Linked DNA regions of Sus scrofa: regions 1, 3, 4, 5 and 6 are each linked to region 2. A link is a contact called in public HiChIP or PLAC-seq data. All regions are on one chromosome and are shown on one strand. Each heading gives the region's core, a stretch centred on a gene start, on an enhancer-like site or on the middle of the called end of the contact. The rest is flanking DNA. Distances are from core to core; before and after follow the strand shown. Region 1 has its middle 120 kb from the start of LY86. Region 2 has its middle 150 kb from the start of RREB1. Region 3 overlaps RREB1 (ras-responsive element-binding protein 1). Region 4 has its middle 97 kb from the start of LY86. Region 5 overlaps RREB1 (ras-responsive element-binding protein 1). Region 6 overlaps RREB1 (ras-responsive element-binding protein 1).

Region 1 (4,659 bases), core at 996-3,495, 130 kb after region 2:
CAGTCTAGTTCTTAATCCGCTGAGCCACAGTGGCAACTCCAGAAAGGGGCTGTCATCCGGCCCTAAAGCAGACAGACCAGGGCACAGATTTGAGAGAGAGGTTTGTGGCCTCAGCCGGCCGTGGAGACTCTGCATTCAAGCTGAGCTGCGACAGTCAAGAGATGCGAGGCAGGATGTCCGAAACGGGGAGTGCCTTTGGGACGAAATGGATGTTTCAGATTGGTCGGGGTGCACCCGAGTCTGGGGTGTTAGTTTGGGGGTTGCTAGCACGAAGCCTAGGTGCAGATGGGCTCACGCAGGCAAGGACCCAGAGAGAGCCCCGGTGAGCTCGTTCTTCGGGGTTTGCGTGGAGGAGGACAGTCTGGCAAAGGAGGCTGAGAAGAGAGGGGAATCGGGACAGGGAAGAAAAATCCAGAAACGGTGGCCCTAAGGGGGCCAGGAGGGGAGAGGGGGTTTCTGTCTTGCACCCAAGCTCAAGGGTCTGGAAAGATGGCTGAGGTAGGTGACATGGAGGCCAGCCGTGACCTTGGCACGAGTGGAAGTCGGATTGGATTGGGTAAATGTTTGGAAGGAGAGAAAGTGGATATAAACTGTGTTGACAGCTCTTTCAAGAAGCTTGGCTGTCGGAGTCCCCACCGTAGCGCAAGGGGATCAGCGGCGTCTCGGGACTGGCTGGGCAGGTTCGATCCCCCCGCCAGGCACAGTTTAGGTGGAGACTGGCCTGGGAACTCCACATGCCGCAGGGCAGCCAAAAAAGAAAAACAGAAGGTTGGCTATAATAGACGAGAGCAGTAAATGGAAGTGAAAAAAACTGTTTTCAAGCTTCTGGGGCGGGGGGGGGGGGGCGCAGTGGAGAGGGAGGGGCAGAGAGGAGTAGCGGGGTCAGTGAGGGACTGAAGCCCTTAAGTCACCTGCCTTTGATGCTTGCTGGGTGCTTCTGCCTTTCAAACAGAAGGGATGCCCACGGCATTGGGTGCCTGCCCATGACGGGCGTCTGTAGGCTTGGTTTGTGTTATTCTGATGAAGTTTGAGTCTAGGTCAGTGTGTCCACTTTGGTCACATTATTAGAATCCCCCAGGGAGCTTTTCAACCTCCCTTATGTCCAGGCTCACCTCGCAGGCTCATTACATCAGAATCTCTATGTTGGAATCCAGGCATGGGGGGGGGGTTTAAAGTCCCCCCACCAGCCAGGCCAGAGCACAGCCCCCGAGGGATCAGGGTCTCTGCTGGAGGTCAATGGGGGGGGGGGTCAAGGGAGTAAACTCTGGGAGCAGAGGCCACTCACCAGTGCTGGCGGCAGCAGCATGAGGCCCTCCCGAGGTGGGTGATGCTGCGGTTCCCGTGCCGACTGTCTGCTTGGCTCCATGCTTACCTCCGCAGAACCACCTGCTGGATTTCAGGTTTGAGGGCAGCAGGTGGTAGAGGCTTTAACTTCCATGCCTCCATTTCACCATCTGAAAAATGGACGTAACGGCACCGCCTTCTGGGATCCAGTGCAGTTCTGGGCACACAGCTTCGGGCAGCTCATAAAAGTCACCATTCGCATCTGCACATAACCCTCCTAGGGTGCGAGTTGGGGCAGCAGTGAGTGAGAAGGATAGATGCGCACTGTACAGACGAGCTTGTTCAACAGGCCGTGAGGACTCTGGAGGGATTTCGGTCTGCGGGGATCTGCTTTTGGAGTCCTGGAGACGGGGGCGGGGGGAGGGGGAGCAGGAGATCTGGCCACTCGGGCCGTCCTCACAGGGCCCCGGTGCACTGTCCTGCTTGGACTTTGTTGCTTTCCATCTTTTCTGGAACATTCCGGCCAGCGCACAGCTTAGGGAGCAGGTGATGAAAGATTAGGGCTCCCATTACCCGGGCTGATGGAGTGGTATCTAGTAAGCGGGACAGGGAGAGCCAGAAGCCTGGTTCTCATCCTCCCTGCTGGTCAATTACCTGACTGGCTACGGTCAGTCGGCATGAGTGACAAGGGGCACATTTTTCTAACTGGCTCCCGCAGGGCCTCGCCATCAGCTGAGAAGCAAGCCTCTGCCGTGAGGTGGGGCTCTGGGCTAGCCACGCGGAACAGGAGATACTTATTGGAGCGGCTTCTTATCTCTGGTGTGCCTTCCTCCAGGGGACCTGTAGTCATTACGGGAACCCTTACTTTGCTAAGTCCCGGCCAGCGACGGCGGTGTGCGACTCTCACTGGCGGCCATCTTGCCCACAGAGACTACAAGTCCCAGCATTCATCGCGCGCGTCCCGGCCACGCCCCCTGCGAGCGGGGAGGCCCGGGCCAGCCCTCGCCGCCCTGGTAGATGTCCTTCCGTAAGTCAGGCGAGCTCGCAGCCTGCCACCCCGGCCTCAACTTGGGTACACGCTTTGTTTCAGTGCAGCGGTGGCGGCCCGTTGGTCCCCGCGGTTTCTTTACCCCGTGATGAGCCAGGAAAAGCAGATCTGCGGCAGAGAGCTGCCCCAGGGCTCATTCATTCCACCATCCACCAGAACACTGGCAAGACGGAGGGTTTTGTCAGATGGGAGCTGGGGTAGTGAATAAAAAAAGTGAAACCAGATGTTCTTCCCTCTGGTTGCTTCATATCCACGCAGGGGCTTGGAGGAGGAGGCCGTAAAAATGTCACAGCCCTTGATTCCTGAGGCCAGATTTACGCTCTGTGTAACCTTCCACCATAAATCCCCCACCTCGCTGGAGCGTCGGCTTCTGAAGGGGCAGAGCCCAGCTGCAGCGGTGACCAGAGGCTGCAGAGGATGCAGAGTGGACGAGGCGGGGGAGCACGGGGGCAGGGAGCCTGGCTGGGAATCAGCGGTTGCTTTTCAAGAATTTTCAAGTGGGCAAAAGATGTTCCAGGATTGACTTGGAGTTTGGCCTTCTTGGGAGATAAGCCAGGCTCTATTTTGCATTTTAGCCTGAAAGGGAACATGATTGCTCTTTGGAAAGTACTGGTAGAAGCAAGAGAACTCAGTAAGGACGGAACCCAGAGAAGCAGGGTTGGTCCAAGTGCCCCTAGGAGGAAGGAGAGGTGGACACTGCCCCAGGAGGGGGCATCCTCCAGAAGCTGGAATGTGCCCTCAGAGCTGCGGGAAGGGGAAGCCCTGGGACTCTGGCTTTGCAAGGACCGTCCTATCTGCCATGGGGGGATGGGCCTGTGGGGGTGGGTCACGAAGGAAGCAACAGCTTAGGAGGCTCTGACCAAAGTCCAGGCAAGTGATGACGGTGGCTTGGTCCAGGTGGAAGCCACAAACACGGAGAATGGAGACTGGGCTCAGATGGGAAGAAGCAAGGATGCCTCCCAGTTTCTGGTGAGCGGCTGAGTAGACAGTGGTGACGCCACTGAAACGGAAGCCTAGAGGAGCTTCAGGTCTGTTGAGGGGATTAAGACTTGGGTTTAGACACATTTAGAAATGCTTATAGAGAATTCCCATTGTGGCTCAGTGGGTTAAGAGCAAAGAACTGGTATCCATGAGAATGCAGGTTCCGTCCTTGGCCTTTGCTCAGTGGGTTAAGGATCTGGTGTTGCCGTGAGCTGTGGTGTAGGTTGCAGATGCGGCCCAGGTCCCCTGTGGCTGTGGCTGTGGTGTAGGCTGGCAGCTGCAGCTCCAGCTGGACCCCTAGCCTGGGAACTTCCATATGCCACAAGTGCGGCCCTAAAAAGAGAAAATAAAGAAGAAACACTTAGAGACACCTCCAGGGATGCTTTAGTGACCTGGTGGGGGTGGGGTCTAGAGATGGGAAGAGAAGCGGGGGCTGGGCTCTTCGTTATGGAAGATACTTAAGAAGATAGGCGTGAAGCTCCTGCTCAGGCCACAGCTGCCCTGTACTAGTGATGCCCTGTACTAGCGAGTGTGGTCACCTCCTGACCTTTGTATAGCTGCCAGCCAGTGCCAGGGGGCCTTGGGTCATGGCTGCAGACACACGGGTGACAGTCCTCCCACCTGCAGTTGGCGTCTCTCCATCTTCCCAGCTGGGCTCATGAGGCCGCCACGATTTCACTGCAGGCCTTCCTGGTAGCTGCCGGCCTCTGGTGGCCCTTCCCACGTGACAGGAAACCTCCTTACCAGCCTGACCCCAGACCAGCGGCAGTCTCCCCAAGTTCTCCATTTCTGTCTTTTTTGCATCATCTGGCTCGAATGTTCTGCTCTCTTAATATGTCTCCAGCTTGTTGACATTTTTACAGTGGGCATAACCTTATTGTTTCATTATTAGTCATTAAATAGGAATGATTTGCTTTTTCGTTTGGGCCATGTGGCTAAGAGTGTTGCACTAGTTTCTAGCACCTTCTAAACGGCCAAGTTCCGATAGCTTGAAACAATGCTTCTAGGAATGTGTCTAAACAGCTGGTGGTCAGGATGCCAGTCAGAGATGCCCACTTGCAAGGAGGCAGGTGGCACCAAACCCTGCTGTTCATGCTTATGGTGGCTGGTTGACTTCTATTTTGCATAGCAATTTTGGCTTTTATTTGTTCTAATTAAATAGGAACAACCTTCCGTTCAGTGAATTCTTCACATAAGATGCCTCAAATAACCCTCCCTTCCCCCGCCTCCAAATAAGGCTGAAAACAGATGCTGTTTGTACCAGAGAGTTAAAAGCTACACTTGTGTGGCTGAAGCCAGGACACATGCACGGGGAACAGCTGAGAGGTTTCTTGTGGTCCAGTGCA
Region 2 (4,851 bases), core at 2,226-4,725:
TCAATTAGTGGTATTTCATAGATATATTTTGTTATTGAAAGCAAAACTATAAGCCGTTTAATCAAAACTGACAGAAACGAATCCTAGCTATCAAAGAGGAGAAGGCCCACGTGGCATATAAGGTGGAACATAAGATCCGTAGGCTTACACCTTAGGGAAATGGATCACAGCACAGCCCGTGCCCCCAGGGTCAGGGGCGGAGGAACGGGGTGCTGGGCAGTGGCCCCTAAGCTGGGTGTGCCCCCCCCAGCCTCCAGCCTTTTCTCCCCCTTGCCTCGTGTCCGGGCCTGCGCGGACCGTGTTCACACCCAGCACCGCAGGTCTGGCTCACGTTCCCACAACCATCCCCTTCTCTCTCCTTCGCATTAATGAAAACGTGCGCCGAGGCATCACGCCTTTACCTGAGTTGCCGCCACTTGTGGGAATCAGCCGGACGCAAAGCAGCCGGGAACCCAAAGAGCAGGTTTGCGCCCTTTCCCACTCGGAGGACTGGTCAGTCTTTGTTTCTCCGCAGGGGCCGTCCAAGAACAGGCTGCGGAGTTCCCGTCATGGCGCAGCGGAAACAAATCCGACTAGGAACCGTGAGGTTGCGGGTTCGACCCCTGGCTTCGTCAGTGGGTTAAGGATCTGGCATTGCCGAGATCTGTGCTGTAGGTTGCGGATGCCACTCGGATCTGGTGTTGCTGTGGCTGTGGTGTAGGCCGGCAGCTACAGCTCCAATTAGACCCCTAGCCTGGGAACCTCCAAATGCACAGGTGCGGCCCTAAAAGGACAAAAAAACAAAACAAAACAGGCTGCAGTGCAGGGCGTGCGTGGTTCACTGTGTGACGAGACCTGCTTCTCAGAGCCGTGAGCTGTCGGGTGGGGAAGAGGCCCTGCCCGTGTCAGGGCCCCACGCCCCTTTCATTGAGGTGCTTCCAGAAGGATGCGTGCAGCTCCCCCAGCCATGTGCTGCTTGGTGTTTTATCTGTGAGTGAGTGAGGCCTGGAGGAGAGCGGGAGGGAGAGGGAGGGAAAGCCCGAATGGACACAAGTAAATGAAACAGATCCATAGCCCCAGACGGCAACATTTGACGGAAAAATGCCAGAAAAATGGCAAGAACGTCCTCTCTTTAGGAACCCCCCCAGAGAAAAAGTGGATTTTTCTTTTTTCTCCCATGTGTGGAATTTATTCATTGATGTTTTTATTATAGTGGATTTGCAGTGCTCTGTCAGTTTCTGCTGTGCAGCACAGTGACCCAGTCACACACACACGTGCACGCTTTTTCTCACCGTATCCTCCATCGTGCCCCATCGCAAGAGATTATATTTCCCTTGTCACACAGCGGGAAAAAGTGGCTTTTTCTCAGGAGAGAAAGTTTTACAAAAAGTCAGAAAACGTGCAAGAGAAAGTTTATTTTCGCCAGGGCTGAAGGGAGGCATTTTTGAGGGTCCCCCCCCCCCCCGCCCCGTCCCGAGGAGGGTTGAGAAGGCTGGAGCCTTCCCCGGGCCCCGGGGCTTATCAGTTGCCATGGCAACCACGAATCGCACTGCTGAGGTTCTAAGCGACTTGGGATGCAGAGTGTTCCCTGGAACACAGTTTGCCCGAGACCCCTCTTCCTGGGCACGGCCACCCGGCGCCCCCCCGCTGCGACCAGGCCCAGGCGCCGCGGAGCCTGGCTGTGCCACAGGGTAACCCAAGCCGCCGGGACTGCTGTTCGGAAACTCTAGCAGGTCTGAGGCGAGCTGGGGTGGCTGCTGGCACGGCCCGGCTCACCTGTCGTGTGATTAAGTCACGGGGTGGCCGCTTGTTCTCTTTGGGACGCGGCCAGGCAGCATTTGTTGGAGTGAAAAATCAGCCTCTGTGTGCAGTGTGGCCGTGTCCAAAGTAACGGGCCCGGAGTCCGGGAGACGAGAAGAAGGGGAAAGCGGGCGGGGGGGGGGGGGGGGACGGGCCAGCAGCTGTGCTGAAAGGTGTCTCGGTCAAGGGTGGCGGGGTGGCAGGAACAGGATGCTGGTCAGCTTGCAGGAAGGGGGTTCCGGGGGTGGCGGGCAGCCTCTCGGCGGAAGAGAGGCTGTCCCGGGGGCTGTGGAGTCATCCGTGCGGCCTCAGCTCTGGCCTCCACCCTCATCTCTGGGGCGCGTCCGCTCGGTTCCTCTCCTCACAGCCTGGGGCTTTGCAGGGCCTTGCTCTCATCACCTGAGCGCTGGAGGCGGGGGGCGTCGCCGTGCCTAGGAGGGCCTGGTAGCCAGCGCTCTGCGGGAGGTCTGACTCCGCGAGGGGCTCTTAAGGCCACGTCTGCCGTTGGTCCCATCACCTGTGGTCTGAGGGGGGCTTCTCTCTCTGGCTGAGTGGGTGGGAGCAGGTCCTCTGAGGAGGAGGCAGAACTGGGGGGAGAGACGGGGGGTGGAGGAGGTGACAGGCATTTGCAGAATGGGAGCACGGCACAGACCCTGACACATCCAAAGGGGCTGGAATGGACACCGGCCGTAAATAAGAGCATCCCTGGATCCATCCTCACTGGCTGGGTGCAGATGCTGGGATGGGGGCCACTGGCCCTGAAAAGGGGGCGGGGGCGTAATTGGCTGTGGATTCTCGAGGGTCCGGGAGGCAGTGTAGCCAGGAGGGGTTGGAGGGCTGCCTTGTGTCTAAAGGAGTCGAGTGATTGAAGGACCTGGTGAGAAGGGAGAGCTGAGTCTGGAGGGAGGGGCCTTCGAAAGAGGCGGGGATTGGCGGTGGGGAGGGTGCTGGGCTTCTGGCTTGTGGCCGGAGTGTGATGTAGAGACACCTTGACAAGTGCTATATTCCCGGATGCTGTTAGGGGCTGAAGTGTAGCCTCCAGAATTCACACGTGAAGCCCTGCCCGCCCCCGCCCCCGGCTCAGAAAGTGCCTCTGCTCGGAGGTGGAGTCTTTAAAGAGATGATGACGCTCAAACAGGGTCGGGAGATCGCCCCGGTCCCCTAGGACCAGTGTCCTTCTAGAAGGAGGAGATGAGGGCCCAGCACACACGGAGGGACACGGGGTGAGGACACAGGGGGCAGGTGGCCTCCACAAGCCGAGGGGAGAGGCCTCAGGACAAACCGACCCTGTGACACCTTGACCTCTGACCTCCAGCCTGCAGACGGGGAGGGATACACTTCTGACGTTTAAGCCGCCCCGTCTGGGGCCTTTTGTCACGGCAGCCAGCGCAGACTGACATAGATGGTGTGGGGAGAAGGTCACTCCATGTGCCTAAAGCAGCACTGGGACTAAAAGAGAAAGCCACCCCACCCCCCATTGCGGTGAGTCATGGGAGCAGAAAAGCCTGGAGGAGGACCCGCCACGGCCAGGGTCAGGGGACCGAGGCGGCTGGGAGGGGCACGGGGACCACGGGAGCCGTGCCGTGGGCCGGGTGGGCTGCCCGTCAGGGCGGGGCGCAGGCAGCGGGCTGGGAGCCCAAGCGCCCCTCCCTACACAGGATGCAGAGCGCAGAGGCTGGGTGGAGTCACAGAGGCAGGAAGGAGCTAGCATGAGGCTGGCAGGACCTTGTCCCTGATGGAGGAAGCAGAGTTCGAGAGAAAACACACACGCTTTGTTTTGTTCGAGGTGACCTCAGGGATTCTGGGACAAGAGGCCCCCTTACCAGGGAGCCCAGAGCACCCCCAGCCTGAATAAGGAGACCTGGAATGTCCTCGGGTGCTTGGGTGTGACAGGACCCTAAGGCCACTTAGGGTCAAGCCCTGCACCCCCGCTGCCTTGGAATAAAACCAGTTTCTCCCTTTTTTTTTTTTGGTTTGTTGGTTGGTTTGTTTCTGCCAAATCACCAAAGCATAGACTCTCTCCGGCTCTAATTCCGAGGCTTAGCTTTTGGAGGGCTGATCTGGCTCGGTGCTTTGCTCTGGCAGCGGAGGGAGTGAGGCAGCCCTGTGCGAAGGTGGAGGTGAGGGTCAGAACAGATTCTGTGGGATTGAGGTGTGCGAGGGAGGTTGCCTGGACTGTTGAGAAAGATGAGTGTGCGCTTGTGTCGTGAGGACGTGCCCAGGCGCAGCAGGGCCGGGCCCTGCAGTACGGCTAAGCCCTGTGCTTCGGACACCTTGCCTGGGGTACATGATGCCCTCAAAACATAGATGGCAACGTACCGATGGCTTCACATGAGCAGATATGGCCAAGACCGCAGAAGCCAGCTCCACGGGAGGAAGGGTCTTTCCGCTGTTTTCCCGAGCGCCTGACACACGCTGGTGTTCAGTGAATGCTCACAGAACGAAGCTGTGGAGCTGGTGGAGCTCGGATGCATTGGTAAGAACTGAATCACCTCCATTCTTTCCCACCCTCCCAAAGAAATTAGACAAAGGACAGCTACAGAAACATCACAGAAGAGGGGACAGAACAGCTAGAAAATGTTCAGCGTCACTCAGAAATGCAAGTTAGCACTATAATTGTAGGCCACTTTATTTTTCTATTTTTTAATTTTTTGGCTGCCCAGTGTATGGAAGTTCCCAGGCCAGGGATCAAAACTGCTTCCACAGTGGCCTGAGCTGCTGCAGTCGGATCCTTAACCCACCTTGCTGCAGGAGGAACTCCAATTATATGCCACTTTGAAATTGGCATGTTGGAGTTCTGGTTGTGGCACAGTGGTTAACGAATCCGACTAGGAACCATGAGGTTGTGGGTTCCATCCCTGGCCTTGCTCAGTGGGTTAAGGATCCGGTGTTGCCGTGAGCTGTGGTGTAGGTCGCAGACGTGGCTTGGATCCCACGTTGCTGTGGCTGTGGCGTAGGCTGGTGGCTACAGCTCTGATTCAGCCCCTATCCTGGGAACCTCCATATGCCGCGGGAAGTGGCCCTAGAAAAGGCAAAAAGACTAAAATAAAATAAAATAAAATTGGTATGTAT
Region 3 (4,825 bases), core at 786-3,285, 190 kb before region 2:
TACAATTAAATTTTAATATTTACGTTTTGAGGCTTCCTTCACACTTGAAACTCCTTTTCTTTAATTTTACTTTTTTTTAATGGCTGCACCCTTGGCATATGGAAATTCCCAGGCCAGGGATCGAACCCATGCCTCCACAGCGACCTAAGCTGCTGCGGTCAGATTCTTGACCCGTGCCCCACAGCGGGAACTCCCGAAACGCCTTTTCTTTAGTGGCTCTGTCTGCCAGGGTATACATGACTTCCCTGGTATCCACCAGAGAGTCCTCTCTGATCCCTACTTTAAAAACTCCAATTTTTGTGTATTATTTCGATTAAAAACATGGCAATCACATTAGGAACGCAGAGGAACAAGCCAGTAATGGTATTGGAACATCGTTTGAATCTGTTCGTGAATCACTTTTTTTTCCTGCAAATCTGGTGAAAATAAATCATATTTTGGTATCTGGACACACGGGAAGGTTGATTTGACACATCAGGTTAACCCACTAAGCAGCTGCACATCACGGGGGGGGGGGTGCGGGTGGGAAGCATGGAGAACTTAATTTTCCATGTAAAACTCCTGCGTCTAAATCATTCTAAAGTATCTCTCAAACTTCCCCATCTCTGAAGCAGAGCCTGGTGAATCAACATATGATTAATCTAACCTTTTTGGGCGATGACTCAGGGTCACTACAATGAACAACTATTACACAAGGTGCCTTCGCAAACGACCGTGCCAGCCTCCCCGTTCGGCCCTGCTCCCGCGCCACAAGGCCGCAGTCGGCCATGCTGGGGTTTTTTTAGCTGAAATCTGTACTGCGGGCGTGTGGACCCACATGCAGTCATAAGCAGTAACACGGAAGGCTCCTCGGCTCTCTTAGCCCGGGGTCCCCGGGGGGGAAACAGCCACGCCGTGGGACTCTTCCCGCTCATGCCTGACATTCTCTCTTGCTGCTCTCAGTGCGTCTCCTTCCGACGGCTGTTCTCCAGCCACACGCGCCCCCCCTCCGCCCGCCCCTCACCAATTCTGACCCCTAATTTCTTGTTGAAAACGGGAGACGAGGTGGTCAGGGCCATACCTACAGGGAGAATGATGGAGCTCTAGTGTGGGCCTGAAAGGACCATCGTGAGTCAAGGGTAGAAGCGACTTCCCATACCCGACTGGCTTCTGAAGCTTGATTTTGCTGCCCTCCCCGCCAACACACACACACACCCCCTGCTGGTTCTCTGTCACTCACATGCTAAATATTCGGGACCTGAGAATGCCAAATAAGTGACCTCCACCTAAGTGATATACGACTTTTGAGTCAACCGAATACTAGCTAAGCAAGCGCTGTTTCCATAACTGGTAGCTGGTACTCCGGCAGTACCCGAGCTCTTACTCTGAACATTATCTACCAAGCACTGTTAACAGCTTGCGATGAAATACACAGCCTGAAAAAAGAAAAAAAAAAAAAAAAAAAAAAGTCCATTTCTTTTTTCTGGACTCTCTGATATTTTAAAGGAAGTAGGAAGTTTTAACTTTGTACTACTTGGAACAATTCAGTTACGTAAGTTAAAGACATAAGGTTTTTAAAAAGATAAAGCGCATAATGAACGTGCTTTAGAGACTTCAGTAAATAAGAAAACTGTCACTTTGTTCTTCAGCTGCATTAGGAACTTCTCACACAAAGAGGCTTGATGGAGGCAGACAGAAAGGGGCTTATCAGCTTAAGAAACGGGAAGGATGGTACAATTAGCTGTCACACAGTCAGATATAATTCAGAACTCGGACGAGGCCAGGGAAAGAAAACCCGGCAAGGAAGGTGCCCATCTGCTCTTTCCCTAACACCCACATACATCCCAGCGGGGCACACCACCTTTTCTCCAGGGTTATTGATACATGCGGCCTGAGAAGAAACGCAACAGCCTGTGGAGGCAGGAGGAGAGGAAGGAAAATAAGAGACGGAAAAGGAAGAAGTCTCTTATCTGAACCACAAGTGCCTCCCGCTGCTCACTCCAACAAGCTGAAGTGCTAGATCCTAGGTATTTGGGTGGGAGGGACCAACTGACCCAGCCCTGCCAAGTGCAAAAGGGCCGCCCCCGGTTCTGCGGAAAGCTGACGCCCTAGCCGGGCACAGCACAGCGAAGGTGAAGTGGCTTGGGGGGAGGCTCGGGAGGGTGTGGGGACGTGGGGTGCGAGAAAGCAGCTTCTCCACCGGCCCCCACAGTATCTGCTGCCCTCACAGTGCGAAAAGATGCTCCAAACCCAAGCAGCTGAGGACAGGGGACCATGAAATGCGAAACGTGTGTGGGGTGAAGGAGCCGAAGAAAAACAGGGGTTTGATTCTAAAACAGATGTACCAAGAGAATCCAGTCTCCTCACGGGACAAGATGGTTTCCTGAGCTTTCGCAGGGCCAGACACACTGGGATCAGAAACATGTTTCGAGCAGCGTGAAGACGGAAAGAAAAAAGGCCCCTCTCCCTCCTCCCTCCAAAAGTGAAAAAAGACAGCGCGGGCCACACACCAGAAATAGCCGAGGCAGCTTCTAAGCGCCAGGATCTGTGCATCAGGAGCGGCTCCCCTGCAGCGCGTGTTATAGCGAGCTCCAGCCTGACTATATATGGTATGTTTACGGAGGCTCAGACACAAACACCACGCAGAACTGATGGCAGACCAGGCCTGGCTCTTAGAGAGCTCGGCTTCTCCGCGTTTACGGCCACGAGATAGCCCCTACGTCCAAGAAGACTCCGGAGGCTTCCAGAAGCATCCTCTCACACTCACTGGCAGGGACTCCCCCTCGCTGCCCTCCACGTCCCCATCCCGACCTCGCCACCCCCACCCCCCGCCGTCCTCCCCCCAGGCCGTCCACCCCGCAGGCCCACAGAGGCATAAATGCACACTCAAGAATGTCTCTTTGAATGGGGCCTATGTTACATGACCAAGGGCACAGACCTGGGTTTCTCCAGAAACAGCTGGCAAGGCTGAGGCCTCTCAGCACAGCCTCCTCTTTGCCACAAAGTATTTTCATCACATCAAATGTCTTGCCCAGAGAGGGAAAGCCAGACACTGAAGTGGGGAGGGGGAGGGGAGCAGGGCTAATGGGAAGATGTTTGAACGTCCTGGGAGAGGAGCAGGGGGTCGGAGGAGGAAGGAGAGAGAAGGAAAGGGGGGAGAGGAGCAGAGGGGGAGGCTGCCCCACTGGCTTTAACAGTCTTGCCCAACCTGTTCTGCGGTGCGCTGGCTCGGTTAACTCCTTTCTGGCAAACGGATGCACACAGCAAGCCTTTCTTCTTCTTTCTGCCACAGCCCGGCTGCAGATGAAGGCCGACGTGAAGGCCTTAAATCCCAAAGAAAAGGGCTAAAGCCATGCCTGACTGGACTTGAACCCATCATCGGTACCAGGCAGTGGGAGACCTTCACTGGCGGCCCGCAGGCCGCCTGCTCTACCACCCTCCCAGGCCCCTGCACCTCCCGACTCCCCCCTGGCAAAGAGGGAAATGGAGGTTGGGTGCTGCCAACAGCTAAGTGGAGGTGAGGGTGAGTGAGGCCCAGTTTTCAGCCACTGGAACTAAGCACTCTGCCAGAAGGCAGCGAAAGTTGGTTTTCCTTCTTGTTGCTTTCTGCTTGACGTGAGGCATTTATGGGGTTAACAGAGAGCTGCAGACCAGAATTTACCTGCTTAGCAACAGAAGCATCAACTAAGCCACATTGGTTGTTTTGACACAGGAAAAGCAGTTTCTACCTGGTGAAAATACCTGGTGATGTTTCAGTTGCCACTTCAAGCAACACACATATTAATCACAGGAGAAGGGCCGTCAGGAGACCACGGAAAAGGGAGAACAGTCCAAAGAGCTGCCCCTGCTCAGAGGTGCAGACCACGAGCGAGCATGGAATCGCTGGACCAAGGAAGGAACACGTGCTCTAAAAGTTAGGAGCAGACTCCAGGTGGAGAAACAGCTCCTGGAAACCCCAAAACCTGGGGTGACCTTCCCCTTAACTGGTCTGCAGCTGCTTAGTCAGTCTTTTTACCTCGACCTTCAAGCCTCTTCACAAAGAGACAGATTTGAAAAGGAAAGCACGTCATCTCACAAATGATTAGACCTTCTTCTTCTTTTTTTTTTTTTGTCTTTTTGCCATTTCTTGAGCTGCTCCCTCGGCATATGGAGGTTCCCGGGATAGGGGTCTAATCGGAGCTGTAGCCATCGGCCTACACCACAGTCACAGCAACTCGGGATCTGAGCCGTGTCTGCGACCGACACCACAGCTCACGGCAACGCCGGATCCTTAACCCACTGAGCAAGGCCAGGGAGCGAATCCACAACCTCATGGTTCCTAGTCGGATTCGTTAACCACTGAGCCATGACAGGAACTCCTAGACTTTCTTCTTCAAACATACCTGCAGGTCTCGATTTTAACAAAACTGCAAGTTCGACCTAGAGGCTCTATATTCTCTGTGTAAGAGACGTGAATACAGTTCTAGAAACGTGAATATCGATTTGAAAATTAACTACAGGTGTTCCCATCGTGGCTCAGTGGTTAACGAATCCAACTAGGAACCATGAGGTTGCGGGTTCGATCCCTGGCCTTGCTCAGTGGGTTAAGGATCCAGTGTTGCCGTGAGCTGTGGTGTAGGCTGCAGACACGGCTCGGATCCCACGTTGCTGTGGCTCTGGCATAGGCCAGTGGCTACAACTCCGATTAGACCCCTAGCCTGGGAACCTCCATATGCTACAGGAAGCGGCCCTAGAAAAGGCAAAAAAAAAAAAAAAAAAAAAAAGAAGAAAAGAAAATTAACTACAGAAAGCTTCTTCATTTTCAGCAAATGACTTTCATTTTTGGAAGCTCCAGAATGCCGTGATT
Region 4 (4,661 bases), core at 1,801-4,300, 150 kb after region 2:
CACAGCAGTGAGAATGAGCCCCAAGACCCAGGGGGTGGCGGGACAGGTGCTGACACACGGGCCTCCTGAGTCCAGCCCCAAGGCACCTGCCTGCATCCCCGTGGCCTCCTTCAGGCGGCGATGGGAGCAGGTGTTCCCAACCCTTTTTCCAGCTCAGTTCGGTAGGTGACTAGAAGTGACAGGACACAAGCCATGGGCCAGAAGCCACCCCCCCCACCACACACCACGTTCCACCGCACAAAAGAAACGTTTGTGCTTCATGAAGATTTAGGGAAAATTCGTACACTTGTCAGAACCTGACAACTAGCCCGAGAGACAGGAAATGCTGAGGCCAGCGAGAAGTCAGCTGCTGTCACCGGGCCGGCTCTGGACGCAGCTGCGGAGTGTCGGGGTCTGTGCACGAGGAGTCGTTTCAGTCTGTTACACCTGCATTAAAATATATGACCACGTGGAATGGCTTCTTTCCTTTGGACAGGACAACCCAAACCTTGGCTCTATCTCCGCGGCAGTTAAAAACCAAACATAACCTGTTCTTCTTAGTCCTGCCTGGGCCCCTCGTAACCATCATTCTTTGACTGTCTTTGGCCTCGGGGATTCCGAATCCCCTTGTTCAGTTCATTTCTTCTAGAATACAGAGAAGTCTCCAAATGCCGATGCCATGGGGAAATCAGTCACCATCTGGACAACGTCGGAGCAGGCTGCCCCGTTGTTCTGTGCAGCACACCTCTGCCCTCAGGATGGCCTGGCAGGGAGCAGGCAGCGGGAACCCCGGGCCTCACAACGCCCACATCCAGCAGCAAGAGGCCAGGGCAGGCGTCCCCGTCTCCCCCTTCCCACTTATACTCTGGGTTCCCACACACTGCAGAGGGCGACAGGCGGGCACTTAGACCAGAGCAGGGTAGTCAAAGGGGCCAAAGACTTGGCCGGAAGAGAGCGCAGGGGATGCTGGACTTTAAGACCCGTTCAGGAGATAGAAGTCGAAGCCTCTGGCCAAGACAAGAATGACCAGACCGTATCATCGCCCCACTGGCTCATTGTCTCACTGTAATGTCCCCTCCGCCACCTGGAGCAGCCTGTCCCCCCTTCCTACCCCTGCTGGGAAGGGAGTTTCCTGGCGGCTCAGTGGGTTGAGGATTCAGTGTTGTCACCGCTGTGGCTCCATTAGATCCCCGACCTGGGAACTTCCGCAGGCCATGGGCGTGGTCCCCAAAATGCGAAGGACCCAGAAGCCACGTGGCTCTCACATGTGGCTCCTCCCTCAGCCCCATCTGTTTAATGAGAGGCTGACCGCTGGTGCTCTGGCCCAAAGCTGCAGAGGCGTCAAGGGGCTGAGGGATCCTTGGGAGTTCCCAGCGCTCTGGTCTGTGGCGCCTCCTGCTCTTTTTCCTCCGTGGTCCCTACGTGTCTCAGGCGGACGCAGCAGATGGAGTCTCTAACTCTGCTGAGTGTGCTGGGTGTTGGGTCAGAGGCTGCTGCGGGGCAACAGTCCCAGTCTTGGGACGTGGAAAACATGATGCCTTAAGCTGAGAACTGGAGGCTTGTCTCTGAAAAGAGAAAGAGCCCATTCCTGGGAGATGGCTTGACCTTTTTAGTGACCGCCCGCTGTGGGGACCACCTCCTGGTCACAGGGCGCCGCTGGCTTCCCAGGTTCGGCTGGTGCACCAGCTCCGGATTCCACGCAGCTGCCCACTCTGCTCCGGCGGTGGGCTTGTCCCCAAAGAGGGACGCTGGCTCAGCCTTTTCTAGACTCCGAGGGCTGCTCGCCCCAGGGAATTAATGGCTGTCTTTTGAAAATGGTTTTCCTTTCTTCTTTCTCACCTCATTATTTTATTTACTTTCAACCATATGCAAAATGTCTTTCTGAAAGAAGACAAAGCCCAGAATCCAGGGATCTGTTTTCAGCAGAGTGGGTTCCCCCCACCCCGCCCCGGTCACTCCCATGTGCTCTGCTTCATCTCTCCCGAGATGCACGCAAGCCCTGTGTGTCACAGGTGGCGGCTGGGGGCAACCAGGCAGGGCAGGAAGTGGCAGACAGAGGATGCTTCCCTGCTGCTGTGCAGCTGTTTGCAAACCACCTCCCCAGGCCGGCCTCCTGCAGCTGGACCTGGTGGCGTGCAGTTATGCAGCACTGCGCTGCTACAGACAGATGCCAGGACCCGTGCAAACTCCCCAGAGCACACGCCGCAATGAACAGGAGAAGCCCTTCCTTCCCTCCGCACCCAGGTCCTGGCGTTGCTTGCTGACCCAGCACATCCACATTAGCTGCATCTTCATGACAGCGTTTTCAGACAGGGGTGGGTGTCACGGGTGCTTTCATTAAGCTGATCTCAGCATGTCGTTGTCCCCGGTCCTGCATGAGGCCCAGGGCTTCCTCTGCGGGCGCAGGATGGCCATTGATTCCTCCAAGAGGCAGTGAGGAAGTTAACAACGCGGAAGGTCACCGCTCAGCCTTCCTGCCCCATCTCCTCGCCCTGCTGGCTCTATTTTTATTTGGAGAGACAGCACAATGCTTTGGTGGAGGGTGAGGGCCTGGGAGAGTCATTTTCAGGGGGAAGAGGTGGGGATGCTGGCCCAAGAAAAACGTGATGCTCTACCTGCTTTTGTTGATCTGGGCTCTTTCTATTGTGGCTCAAACAGTTGGAAGCTCAGAACCCCTTAGGAGGAACCGGTTTGCTTTAATGGTGTAAAACTGGACCCGCAACAACCCGCCCCCTGTCTGGTCTGGGTTGGAGGCCAAGCCAGCTGTAAAAGACGATCTGTGGGGGGGATAACTGCGATGCCACAGCCCCTGGTGGCCTTGGAATGGCGCTGGTCCAGTCCTGGCTCTTGCACGCTCGGTGGCTGTGCACTTCTGCACGCCTCGCAGCATCTCCCGGAAAGAAAACACACTCGGCCGCCAGGTCTGGCCTGTCTCTCCTTTCAAGTCGTTTCCAGGCCTCTGCTTTGGCGCCCTTTCGCTCCCTGCCGCCCACCGCTGCCCGGGTGTGCACAGCCCCGGGACACACACGCTCTGGTGCGTTTCCCCAGGAGGCTGTGTGGGCGGGGCTGGCCAGGCGTTTCCTCTGCGACGTCCCTGCTGCCCTCAAGCCCCAGATCCCTCTTCTTGGCCCTTCGCTCATTTCCCAACAGAGTTCCAAACTTAGAACTAAATTCAGATCAGCAAAGAGCATGCGTGAGGGAGGGGCTATGCTAATCAGGCTGGAGCCCCAGACCCGGAGCCCGACCCCATTGGTTGTCGGGGCGGCCCTTCCCCCACTCCCTGGCTGCCCCCCCCCATCTGGGTGAGCTGGGACCGCAAAGGGCCTGGTCCTGTGTCTTTCAACACTCTCACCACAGTTATCACAACCCAGAAGAGTTCGGATGGCCCCACAGCGCCTGCCTGCTGTGGGCACGGGGGGGGGGGGGGGGGAATGGAAGAACCTGTGCCCCCAGGAGGTGGTACAAGTTGAAGACATAGTTAGGTTCCCGATAAAGGTTCAGACTGATGCACACGTGACCAGTTTACAGGATTTTCACAGGGATCCAGCAATTACCAGTGTGTAAGCCTCTGCTGGGTGGGTAACAGGGGATGAAGGATAGAGCGGGCGGGACGAACTGGGTATTACTGGGACCAATATGGAAAATTCTGGAAAAAAGCATCCCTTGACCATTCTGCCTCTCTGGGCGCAGGCCTCCGGAGGGCCTCTCTTACTGTCCTGGGTCTTGCAGCTGGCCTGTCCCGTTCCTCTCTCCCCTTTGACCATCTTTGTGCCACCCGATCCAGCCTCACACACACTTTTTCTACCTCACGGATCTCCAGTTTTCTTCTGCCGCTAACAGTTTTTCTTCTCTCACGGGCTGTGCCTGAGCCAGTGTGGACCATTGCTAAAGCTCAGCGGGACGAAGGAAGAAGCAGCCATGGGGTTATGCCCTTCCACGCCGCCGTGCCCCCCGCGTGCCCAGCTGCCTCCCCTCGCACGTGCTTGAGAAGCAGCTGCTGAGGAGGGAGGCGGAGGGCTGGCCAGGGCGGGGGCCCTGCTTCCACTCTGGGGTCTGGGGACCTCTGCTTGCCAGTTCTCGTGACATAAGTGGTGACAGACCCCGGCATTTCGATGCCACTCTGTGAGAAGATTTATAGTGTTTTCTGGGATGAATCATAGCTCACCGTGTTTCTTCGTCATGTAGCTACAGAAGCTGGATTTTTTTTTCTTTAATATTCATGAACAAGGTTTGAAGGGTTTTTGTCTTTTGTTTACCCCTCTTTTTAGGGCCAAATCTGCAGCATATGGAGGTTCCCAGGCTAAGGGTAAAATCGGAGCTGTAGCTGCTGGTCTACACCACAGCCGCAGCAAGGTAGGATCGAGCCACATCTGGGACCTACACCACAGCTCAGGGCACTGCTGGATCCTTCACCCACCGAATGAGGTCAGGGATCCAACCAGCCTCCTCAAGGATACTAGTCAGGTTCGTAACCTCAGAGCCGCAATGGGAATTCCTGATTTGAGGGCTCTGTTTGTTTTGTTTTCGGAAACAAGTAAGAATGGGTGATTTTAAAAATATACGTATGAGGCATTTTGAGGAGTCCTCCATACCCAGACTAAGACATTTAGGTGTTAAGGGCAGTGTGCAGTGAAAAGTCATTCTTCCCTCCAGCCCTGGGGTGGGTGTTCCCTGTTTTCTTC
Region 5 (4,428 bases), core at 1,504-4,003, 260 kb before region 2:
GCAGGAAGAACGTGAGTCCCTGACACACACACAGGCTCCCTGCAGAGGGGGGACAAGGAGACGCTCTGCCCTCTGGTCTCAGCTCCTATTCAAACGAGTGTCCTTTCTGCTGACTCTTTAGGGCCCTGTTTCTACCATCTTAGTGCTTCTTCTGGATAATTCTGCCTAGAATGGTCCCTAAGCATGTTAAGTGCCATCCAGTGTCCCTGAGAGCAAAAAGGCTGTGACGTGCTTTACGGAGAAAAGACGTGTGTTAGATGAGGTTCGCTCAGGCGGGAGCTGCAGTGCTGGCGGCAGTGAGTTCAATGTCGATGAGTCAATGGTATATATACTTAAGGCTCTTTGATTTATTTTACTTACTTTTTTTAATCTTTTCTAGGGCCGCGCCTGCTGCATATGAAGGTTCCCAGGCTAGGGGTCAAGTTGGAGCTGCAGTGCTGGCCTGCACGACAGCCACAGCGACGCTGGATCCTGAACCCACTGAGCGAGGCCCGGGATCGAACCTACAACCTCATGGTTCCCAGTCAGCTTCGCTAACCGCTGAGCCACGGCGGGAGCTCTACTTGGGGTCTTTTAACAGAAACACACGATAAAACAGGGTGCGGCCCTAACTAGTGGAAGCGAACACGACTGGCTGTCCGCAGGGAACCAACCTTGCGTCTCCTCCAGGAGCGGCGGTTCAGTGCCCACCCGTTCCCGGCTCGCGGAGACGTTACAGAACCTCACGACCGAGAGTAACAAGGACCCGCTGCCCATCTCTTCTCGGAGGGCCAAGGACTTACGCCCGAGTCTGACTCCACTAAGTGAAGATCCGTGCTGTCACTGGACCGGTCACTCTCATGAGGCAACACCTTTGATTTCCAGTTTTTAGATTCATTACGGTAGAGCAAGAACTTAGGTTTTTTGCAAACCAAACTACAACAGCATCCTACGTCCTTATGGTTATTTCTCTCGACTGTTCACAGGGGTCTTGCTCCCCCTGAATTTCACAGCCACTAAAAAAACAAACCAAACCAATCAGGATTATACACAAGTCTGCCCAACTCAGTTTCACAGAGACTATTCTTTCTTAAAACAAAACAAAACAAAAAGTAATATTTCACTGGCTTATATACTTTTTTTTTCTTTTTAGGGCCATGGAGGTTCCCAGGCTGGGGGTCAATCAGAGCTGCAGCTGCCGGCCCACACCACAGCCAGGGCAACGCCAGATCCTCAACCCACTGAGTGAGGCCAGGGCTGGGCCCAGCCGGCTCCGGGAGGTCCAGGAACCACTCCGTTTGTTGGCTGGGGGTTGGTCCTTTCGGTCTCCAAGGACTTTAATGCAAATGGATGATGTTCTTGTTTGTGCCCAGATCCATGGCCAGTTCTCAAAAAACCCCAAAAGTTAGGCTCTTCAAGTCCCTGAACCAGGGCCCGCCCCGTGGGGATGGACGCCGCAGAGCCGTCCTTTTGCATCACGTGCCTGTAAGGGACACTCCGTCCGGCCTTGTTACTAATTTTTAGAGGACAGCTCATGGCTCTGGGCTGGGGTAGAAACGTGGTGTGATAAACACACGATTGTGGCGTGGCGATTGTGGCGTGGCGTGGGCACTCTGCAGGGACGAGGGCGGAGGAAGAAGCCGTCCGCGGGGCAACTCCCAGCAGGGCTGACAGTGACTTAACCGGCCCCGGCCAGGAAACAAGGAACGGGTAACCACAAATGGAGCGGTTTCCCCAATAACCGTGCCGAGGACCTGCGACGGGTGGTGACCGCGCACACAGACTGCGAGTCAGGCCAAGAGAAAGGTGGAGGCGGAGTCGCCAGCGGGTGACCTACAGAGACAGAAAACAAGGCCACCAAAAATCTGAGAGAAAAAATATTTTAAACCTTGAGGGTCCACAGTTCTGGGCGTAGCTCCCCCCAGGTTGCTACAGTGCCCCTGGGCTCATCTGGGGGTCCTGACCCTCCAGAACAAGGTAAAACGCTGAAGAGCAATCCAAAGAGACCCCCTGCTCCCTGGGGCGCCTGATTTTCACATCCTCCTGTCAAGCTGAGGGCCAGGCACACGATCCTGTCACCGAGAAAGGGTTAAAGAAAACTGCTCTGTTTCATTATGCTAAACGCACTTCTGAAAGACTGCTGTGGCAAGTTCCAAATCTCAGGAAACACTTCTTCAGAATCTCAGCTTTCCCCACAAGCTAAGGGAGAGGACCTGCCGTCCCAGCGTGTAAAGGTGTCAGGTGCTGCCAGGCTTCGGGAGGTCTGGGTTTCCGCACAGCCGGGATCCCAGCCTCTGGGAGGCAGGAGTCAACCCACGTCTAAACAGCCATTCAGTTACCCCATCTTTACGAAAGCGGAAGTAGGAGTGCCGCCTTATAACAGGGACTAAGGGCCGACCCGTTCCCAAGTTCTGCCACGGGAAGAGCACCCAGTTCCTTCTCCGTTTCACTGGAAGGGGTTCCCAGCGAGGGACACGAACCCCTAACTTAAGTGTTGCAAGGCTGAACACACTAAACAAGACCCACGTTCAAATAACAGCATCAGGGAAAGGTTCACGGAGTGTTTGTCACAGTCGGAGGACTGGGGCATGCCCTTCATCCTCACGCGTCCCCACGCCCATCTTCCAGGTGGGGGGACGGAGCCCAGGGTCACGGAGATGCCAGGCTCAGGCAAGGCTGGAGCTGGCTGCCCTCCCTCCACCGCTGGGCTGTCCTTCAGAGGACCAGTGCTGCGGGCAGCCCAGCTCCTGCCACGCCCGTGTCACATCCTCGAGGCCTGCCGTCTTTGTAGCACTCTGGCCCTGTCCTCAGAAGCTAAGAAGGCGGCAGGCACCCTGACTACTTCCTCAGGAGACTGAATTTCTTACTCATTATAGCGTTTTAACCGAGGGACTGACATTCCTTTTTTAAAGGGATTTCATGCTTCGTTTTCCCTGTTCTGTCTCCAGAGGCAAGGAGGGGTGAGTGCAAACAACCTCTGGTCGGGGCCCCACCCAGTTCAGACATTCCTCTCCCCCTGCCCACCCCTGCCCTCCCTCCAGGCCCAGCCAGAGAACTGACATCCAGCAGCTGCACTAATCTCTCCCAGTTGCCAGGAGCAACAGTGATGGCCCTGTGACAGGGCCCTGGCCCGCAGCGGCCTGCCCTCCCCACGCCCAGGAATCCGCCGGGCTGCACACCGCGTCCTGACGCCCTGCCCGGGCTGTTCCACCGAAGCGGCGTGGTGTGAAGCGGGGCAGGTCCAGGGGCTGCTCTGCGGGTGGGCTGGCGGGAGCCCAGGAGCCGAGTCTCGGAGGGGCCGTGGGCAGGATAGGGAGGGGGCAACCCTGCCCAAGGTGCCTCCGGCTTCCGGCTACGGAAGGGCACATGCCCTCCCCTCGCTCAGCCCCCAGCATCGTTTCCAATCTGCTCCACCTGGCTGAGCCTTGGAGACCCAGGGACTCTTAAATTTGAGATGCTGACGAGGATTTTGTCATGCCCTCTCCCTATTTTTAGGTTGACATTTAACAAGCACGGGACCAGCGCCATGGGAATCTCTGTTAGGGTCCCCTGCAGATGACGGGCGGGGGCGGGGCAGAGGCAGCGGGGTGCAGTGAAGGGAGCCGAACACTCCTCGGAGCACCGGAGACTCCAGAGGAAGAAGGTTCTGGCACCTCTCCCCCACCCTGGCGGCACAGGGAGCTGCCCCTGCAGAGCCCACCAGGTTCCCCTGGCACGAACTCCCACTGCAGATTTAGGGGTGTCTGTCTCACAAACATCCAGGATCCCGTCGGATGGGGCAGAGGCCCTGAGCCGGGCAAGCACATGGGGGCGCCACGGCATCGGGGGTAAAATGCCAAGGGCAGCTTTCGGCCTGCCAGCCAAGCTTGGACAGCAGGCCACCGGCCCACCTGGCCTCAGCCTGACCCCCTTCACTCCGCGAGAATGGCTCACTCACTGTTTTCTGACGGCCCTTAAGGGGCCCTGTCTCCACCGTCACTGCTTTTCTCTTAAGTCTGGTCAAGCGCCTGGCGCACAACAAGCGTTCATTCATTTGCCAGATGCAGTTTAACTGAAATAATTTTTAAATTATTGAAATAATTTAACTGAAACAATTTAAAAATTATTTATTACCTGATCTCCTTTCATCCAGAAGCCACATAAGATTAGGTAACTTTTGCCAGATTCCACCCCCAGCTGCAGCCACAGAGCCACTGGACCACCCAGATGCCTCCTCTCGCAGCCCAGCCCCCACGACAAAGCCCTCCCAGCCTCAGGTGGGCCTGCCCTGGCGCAGGGGGCTGCGGGGGGGCTTGGAAGATGCCTGTTTTCATCGAGGTGGGCTGCAGTTTCACCCCGTGCGCCGGATTGCGAAGATATCATATGAAAACCAGAATGTAAACACAGCACTGACGACTTCTGTAGTGGCACCCCATGCTGGATGTACTGGTATGTCGGCAACGCATGACT
Region 6 (4,286 bases), core at 1,124-3,623, 210 kb before region 2:
AGACACAGCTCAGATCCCGGCTGCCGCTGTGGTGTAGGCCGGCGGCTACAGTTTAGGTTTGACCCCTAGCCTGGGGAATTCCACGTGCCTCAGGTGAGGCCCTAAAAAGCAAACAAAACAAAACAAAACAAAACAAAACACCAGTCTTCCAAGCAACCACCTCAATCCACGTGGGGAACCACAGGGAGGAGAGAGCCAACCGGACGGCTGACCCCGCAACGTCCACCTTCTGACCACGGACGGAGAGGACCCCGACGTCAAGGACGTCTTTCGGCGGAGCGGAGTAACAAGAGCCACCACTCTGCTGTCCGGGGCTCTCCCAGGCCTGAGGGATTCCCGGAACTCCGAGTGGAAAAGCACAAGAGGGTTCTGAGAAGAAAATTCAAGATGCTCCTTACCTCCACCCCCACTGCCTGGAAAAAGGAAAAAAAGGGAAGGGGGGGGAAGACCGGTGAGGAGAGGCTGTGCCCTATGGACGCAGCAGAAGCCCCAGGAGCTGGAAGGGTTCTGGGTTTGCCTCCCCACACAGGCTGGGTGCAGATCCCATGGAGGCAGGATGGCCTGGAGAGGGCAGAGGTCCCTCCCGAGCGCAGCTCCAGCCCCGGAGGAGATAAGGGACAATGCTACGTGAAGCCAGAAAGAGGAGATTAAGGCTTCTGTCCCAGGACCAATGAGATAGCGAAGAGGAGATGAGAGATAAAAGGAACCACGGTCTAGCGAGAAAGCCTCCCAGCTTGTGTGGACCTGGAGGGCCCTGCAGTGGAATCTAACATCTGCCTGCCGCCCCGGGAGATGGGCTCAGCTGGATGCCGCGGGTGTCAGCAGAAGCCCACCAACGACAGCACCGGGCCAGCCTAGCGGGGTGCTGGGCCTGAGGGATGTCCACAAACACTCGGGGTGCTTGATGCCTGGAACAGCCCAGGAAGAGCCAGGGCGCCGGTGTGGGGCCAACCCGGGAAGGGCTGACAGCACTCCAACCCCAAAACGCTCTGGGCTCCCAGGGGACTTAACCAGCAGCAAGCACATCTCTCTGAGGCAGGAAGTCCCGGCTGGGCCGGGGAGGAGACCCAACCAGACTGGCTGTGGCACCATAGCCATGCCTACAAAGCTCGGGGCAAAACTGTCTCCTCTAAACCAGGACGGCCTCGCGTGTGCTCTGAAGGCCGACAGCTGTGATGACGGCTCTGAGTTCCAGGAAGTTGATGTGTTTCTTGGCTGAGGGTTCAGTCTATGCCTTGGGTCGGGCAGCAACTCATGCGGCCCCCTCCCCCTCGCTGGCACGGGCTTTGGTCAGAGGGAGCCTTGGAGTGTCACGTAGAGCATTCGAGCAGGCCCAGCGTGGTCGGCCAGCCCGTGAGCTGCTCCAGCCAGTTCCGGATGCTCCCCCTTGGGTGAGGAGGGGCTACCAAGGGGTGGAGGGGGAGATGCACCCCAGGTACACAGCCCAGGTTCAAGACAGCAAAGCGGGGAGGGCGGCAGCCACCCTGGGTCCCAAGGCCGTGTATGCGCTCACGCCTTCGGTTGTCTGTTGACCTCTGTCCCCGCGACATGCCCCCCACCTTTTTCTTTGGAGGGCTGCACCTGCAGCCTACGAAGTTCCCAGGCTGGGATTAAATCAGAGCGCAGCCATAGACCTACACCACAGCTCACGGCAACGCCAGATCCTTCACCCACTGAGCAAGGCCAGGAATCGAACCTGCATCCTCAAGGGTAATAGTCGGGTTTGTAACCTAGTGAGCCGTAACGGAACTCCCAACACGCCCCCTTTCAATGGTGATCTTTACCTGCTGTTCAAAGCTCTTCCCTGCTCTGGCCTCAGTTTACTTCCTGACTCTCAGGACGACAAGTCCCCACACTCGCCACTGAGTTTCTTCCCCCAGAACACACACCTGCACTGGTCCCCGAACCCCAACCCTCATGGGCCACTTTTCCCAGGATGCCCCCACTGGCTGGAGGCTCCCTGTTCCAAACCCTGACTCGGAGACACTAGGACACTAAAACTAACACTAAGACTGAAAGACTAGGGCCCAGACTACTGGTGACAGCGGCCACGGCTTTCTAAATAACGCTCAGCACGCGCTCAGCTCAGCACCTCGTTCAGTCCTCGTAACCACAGCCCTGGGAGGGCCAGTCCCCTTGTGTAGGCCTCAAGGTCACGGTGGCAGAGCAAAGTGGATCTGATCTAAACGCTGTTTCTTTTGGACAAAATTCCCGCCTCCTGGCACAGGGCTGGAGAAGGCAGATGCTCTCCATCAGTCACGTTCTCTGACTGCTCACCATCTTCTGAGTCATCTCGGCCCCTCCAGACTGCTCAGCGCCTGGCCTCCCGTTTCCGCCTGTTTCTAGGCAGGAAAAAGGACTCCCTGCTCCCACCTTCTCCTCTGCCTTCCTCTCGGGCAGGAGCAGGGCTGAGTCCACTGCCAACTAACAAGTTTGCTGCCCGGAGCCGGTGGCCACGCCCAACCCCGCTGCGCAAAGGGACAGGAATGCCACTGCACACCCTGGTCTTCGCTCAGCAGTGACGGGAAGAAGGCACCAGGCGCTTGAAACCCCGAATCCTGAAACCCTGCCCAGTCCTGTCCAAGGGGCCAGGTCCAAGTGACCCACCAGCGCAACCTCCAGCTCAGAAGCGACCCGAGTACACCAGGCTGCCCACCAAATACAACCCTGGAGCCCACACGCCTGGGCCCTGGAATTCCAAAGGGACGGGCGTGTGTAAGTGCTGGGGCAGGAGGGGGGGCACAGCCGGTGGGGAGTGCGCGGAAGAACCACGCAGGTCACCTCCCCAAGGAGATCGACAGTCCCGTCTGGTCACTGAGACGCTAGCTACCGCTGACCCTCCCTCCAACACAGCCACCCCGAGTCCCCACCCAGCAGCATCTTGGACCCTGGTTAGAAATGCCGACTCCCAATAAGCCAGTCATTCAACCAACACCTTAAACTGACACAGGTCAACTACACCTGCAGGAAGAAATGAAGGTTTCCAGGCGCCACCCAGAACTAATGCGAAAGAAACCCCTCTGGGTCGAGCCCTGCAGTCTGTGCGTTGGCTCTCACCAAAGGGAACAGGCGCTGTGCGCGGAATTCTGGAAGAAGGGTGACGCCAAAGCAAGGGAGGCCTGAGAAACCTTCCTGCTATGAGGATCTGAATGAAATCACTCCTTATCACCACCCCGCCCCCCGGAGCAAAAGTCAGTCTCTGGAGCAGAGCCTCAGATCCCAGGTCTAACTTTAGCTTTACCTACTGCAAAGAAATAATAAAAGAGTCAAGTAAGTAAGGGCGGGGGTGGCGGGAGAGGGCGCCATCCACACGGGGCCTAGTCTAGCTCCCCCAGGAACCAGGATGCGTGGGACGCGAGGACGGGGCCGGGGCCACAGTGCACAGGCAGAGCCGCTCAGCCTGGGCCCCCCCGCAGCTCTGGACCCTCAAAGACCCCCCCACACCCAGAGCCACGCCGTTCACCAAGCTTGTCCGCTCCAGGGTGCTGTGGGATGGTCCCCAAAGGTGAGCCCCTTGGCCAGGATTCCCGGCGGCCCTGGACACCCTCTGGGTCTCCCTCCTGGCAGTAACTGTCCACTGTGCCAGAAGGCAACCCCAGGGCATCCCAAGGCCTCACCGGTTCCTGTGTTTCTCTCTTAATGAGACCCATGGTGGAGGAAGGAAAACGGACTGGCCTTGAGCGGCTGCCCCTTCTGCCCAGGTTCAGGGCCCCAGCCCGGCCCCCCCCCCCCCCCCGGGACACCAGGAGTAACACAGGCCACCGATGCCACCCTTCAGAAAGAGTGTGCATGGCCTTCAGGTGAAGGCACACGTCCACATGGAGTAAAGTGTGGCGGGAAGGGCAGCTCCGGGCCAAAGGGCCGTCTCTCCTCTCCAAATAAAGACCGGGGGGTGGGGGGTGGCACTGCTCCATTACACACAACTTCTGCGGGAGGCAGGGGTCCTTGTCCACCAAACCGAGCTACGTGAGTCAGAGGACAGCTGCTCTTTCAAAGAGGAAGTGTGGAGAGGTGGGGCGGTCGTCTGGCACAGGCTGGATGAAGCCACCCTGGGGTACCATTCCTGCATCCCTCTGCGGGGCTCCCGGCTTCTCTGGAGGGAGGAAATGGGACCAAGTCCCAGGTACACACTTTGCAGTGACGAGCGGCCTCCACGCGGCAGCTCCCCACCCCGCCCCCCCAGCACTGAAGGAATCTCATCTCACTGCTGCCAGACTTGGAGCCACTTGGCAGCTGCCACATGGCAGCCATTTGTTCCCTGGCAGCCCTCGAGCGCGGCCCTGTCC

What was found. HiChIP or PLAC-seq counts read pairs in DNA pulled down with a chosen protein or histone mark.
Region 1: an H3K27ac HiChIP or PLAC-seq map of alveolar macrophages shows a contact between it and region 2. The contact joins two enhancer-like sites. A contact is called at or near these places in 2 of 2 datasets of contacts at active chromatin or transcription factors (alveolar macrophages and skeletal muscle).
Region 3: an H3K27ac HiChIP or PLAC-seq map of alveolar macrophages shows a contact between it and region 2. The contact joins two enhancer-like sites. A contact is called at or near these places in 2 of 2 datasets of contacts at active chromatin or transcription factors (alveolar macrophages and skeletal muscle).
Region 4: a contact with region 2 is called in an H3K27ac HiChIP or PLAC-seq map of alveolar macrophages. The contact joins two enhancer-like sites. A contact is called at or near these places in 2 of 2 datasets of contacts at active chromatin or transcription factors (alveolar macrophages and skeletal muscle).
Region 5: a contact with region 2 is called in an H3K27ac HiChIP or PLAC-seq map of skeletal muscle. The contact joins two enhancer-like sites. A contact is called at or near these places in 1 of 47 Hi-C or Micro-C datasets (embryonic fibroblasts) and 1 of 2 datasets of contacts at active chromatin or transcription factors (skeletal muscle).
Region 6: a contact with region 2 is called in an H3K27ac HiChIP or PLAC-seq map of skeletal muscle. The contact joins two enhancer-like sites. A contact is called at or near these places in 2 of 2 datasets of contacts at active chromatin or transcription factors (alveolar macrophages and skeletal muscle).

What each region holds. Positions count from the first base shown.
Region 1 is chr7:4,224,612-4,229,270 of Sscrofa11.1, reverse strand. No RefSeq gene overlaps it. Among named protein-coding and RNA genes, the nearest start is that of LY86, 120 kb to the right of the region's middle. Within about 2 kb of position 2,245, at least 66 of the 83 cell types and tissues checked have an H3K27ac peak or open chromatin away from gene starts, as enhancers often do. A contact at or near this core is called in alveolar macrophages and skeletal muscle, where this site is marked.
Region 2 is chr7:4,356,630-4,361,480 of Sscrofa11.1, reverse strand. No RefSeq gene overlaps it. Among named protein-coding and RNA genes, the nearest start is that of RREB1, 150 kb to the left of the region's middle. Within about 2 kb of position 3,475, at least 30 of the 83 cell types and tissues checked have an H3K27ac peak or open chromatin away from gene starts, as enhancers often do. A contact at or near this core is called in alveolar macrophages and skeletal muscle, where this site is marked.
Region 3 is chr7:4,546,066-4,550,890 of Sscrofa11.1, reverse strand. All of the region lies in intron 1 of RREB1 (ras-responsive element-binding protein 1), which reads right to left. Among named protein-coding and RNA genes, the nearest start is that of RREB1, 36 kb to the right of the region's middle. Within about 2 kb of position 2,035, at least 37 of the 83 cell types and tissues checked have an H3K27ac peak or open chromatin away from gene starts, as enhancers often do. A contact at or near this core is called in alveolar macrophages and skeletal muscle, where this site is marked.
Region 4 is chr7:4,202,775-4,207,435 of Sscrofa11.1, reverse strand. No RefSeq gene overlaps it. Among named protein-coding and RNA genes, the nearest start is that of LY86, 97 kb to the right of the region's middle. Within about 2 kb of position 3,050, at least 34 of the 83 cell types and tissues checked have an H3K27ac peak or open chromatin away from gene starts, as enhancers often do. A contact at or near this core is called in alveolar macrophages and skeletal muscle, where this site is marked.
Region 5 is chr7:4,611,671-4,616,098 of Sscrofa11.1, reverse strand. The region is part of intron 8 of RREB1 (ras-responsive element-binding protein 1); the gene reads right to left. Among named protein-coding and RNA genes, the nearest start is that of SSR1, 72 kb to the left of the region's middle. Within about 2 kb of position 2,753, at least 31 of the 83 cell types and tissues checked have an H3K27ac peak or open chromatin away from gene starts, as enhancers often do. A contact at or near this core is called in skeletal muscle, where this site is marked.
Region 6 is chr7:4,567,353-4,571,638 of Sscrofa11.1, reverse strand. The region is part of intron 1 of RREB1 (ras-responsive element-binding protein 1); the gene reads right to left. Among named protein-coding and RNA genes, the nearest start is that of RREB1, 57 kb to the right of the region's middle. Within about 2 kb of position 2,373, at least 32 of the 83 cell types and tissues checked have an H3K27ac peak or open chromatin away from gene starts, as enhancers often do. A contact at or near this core is called in skeletal muscle, where this site is marked.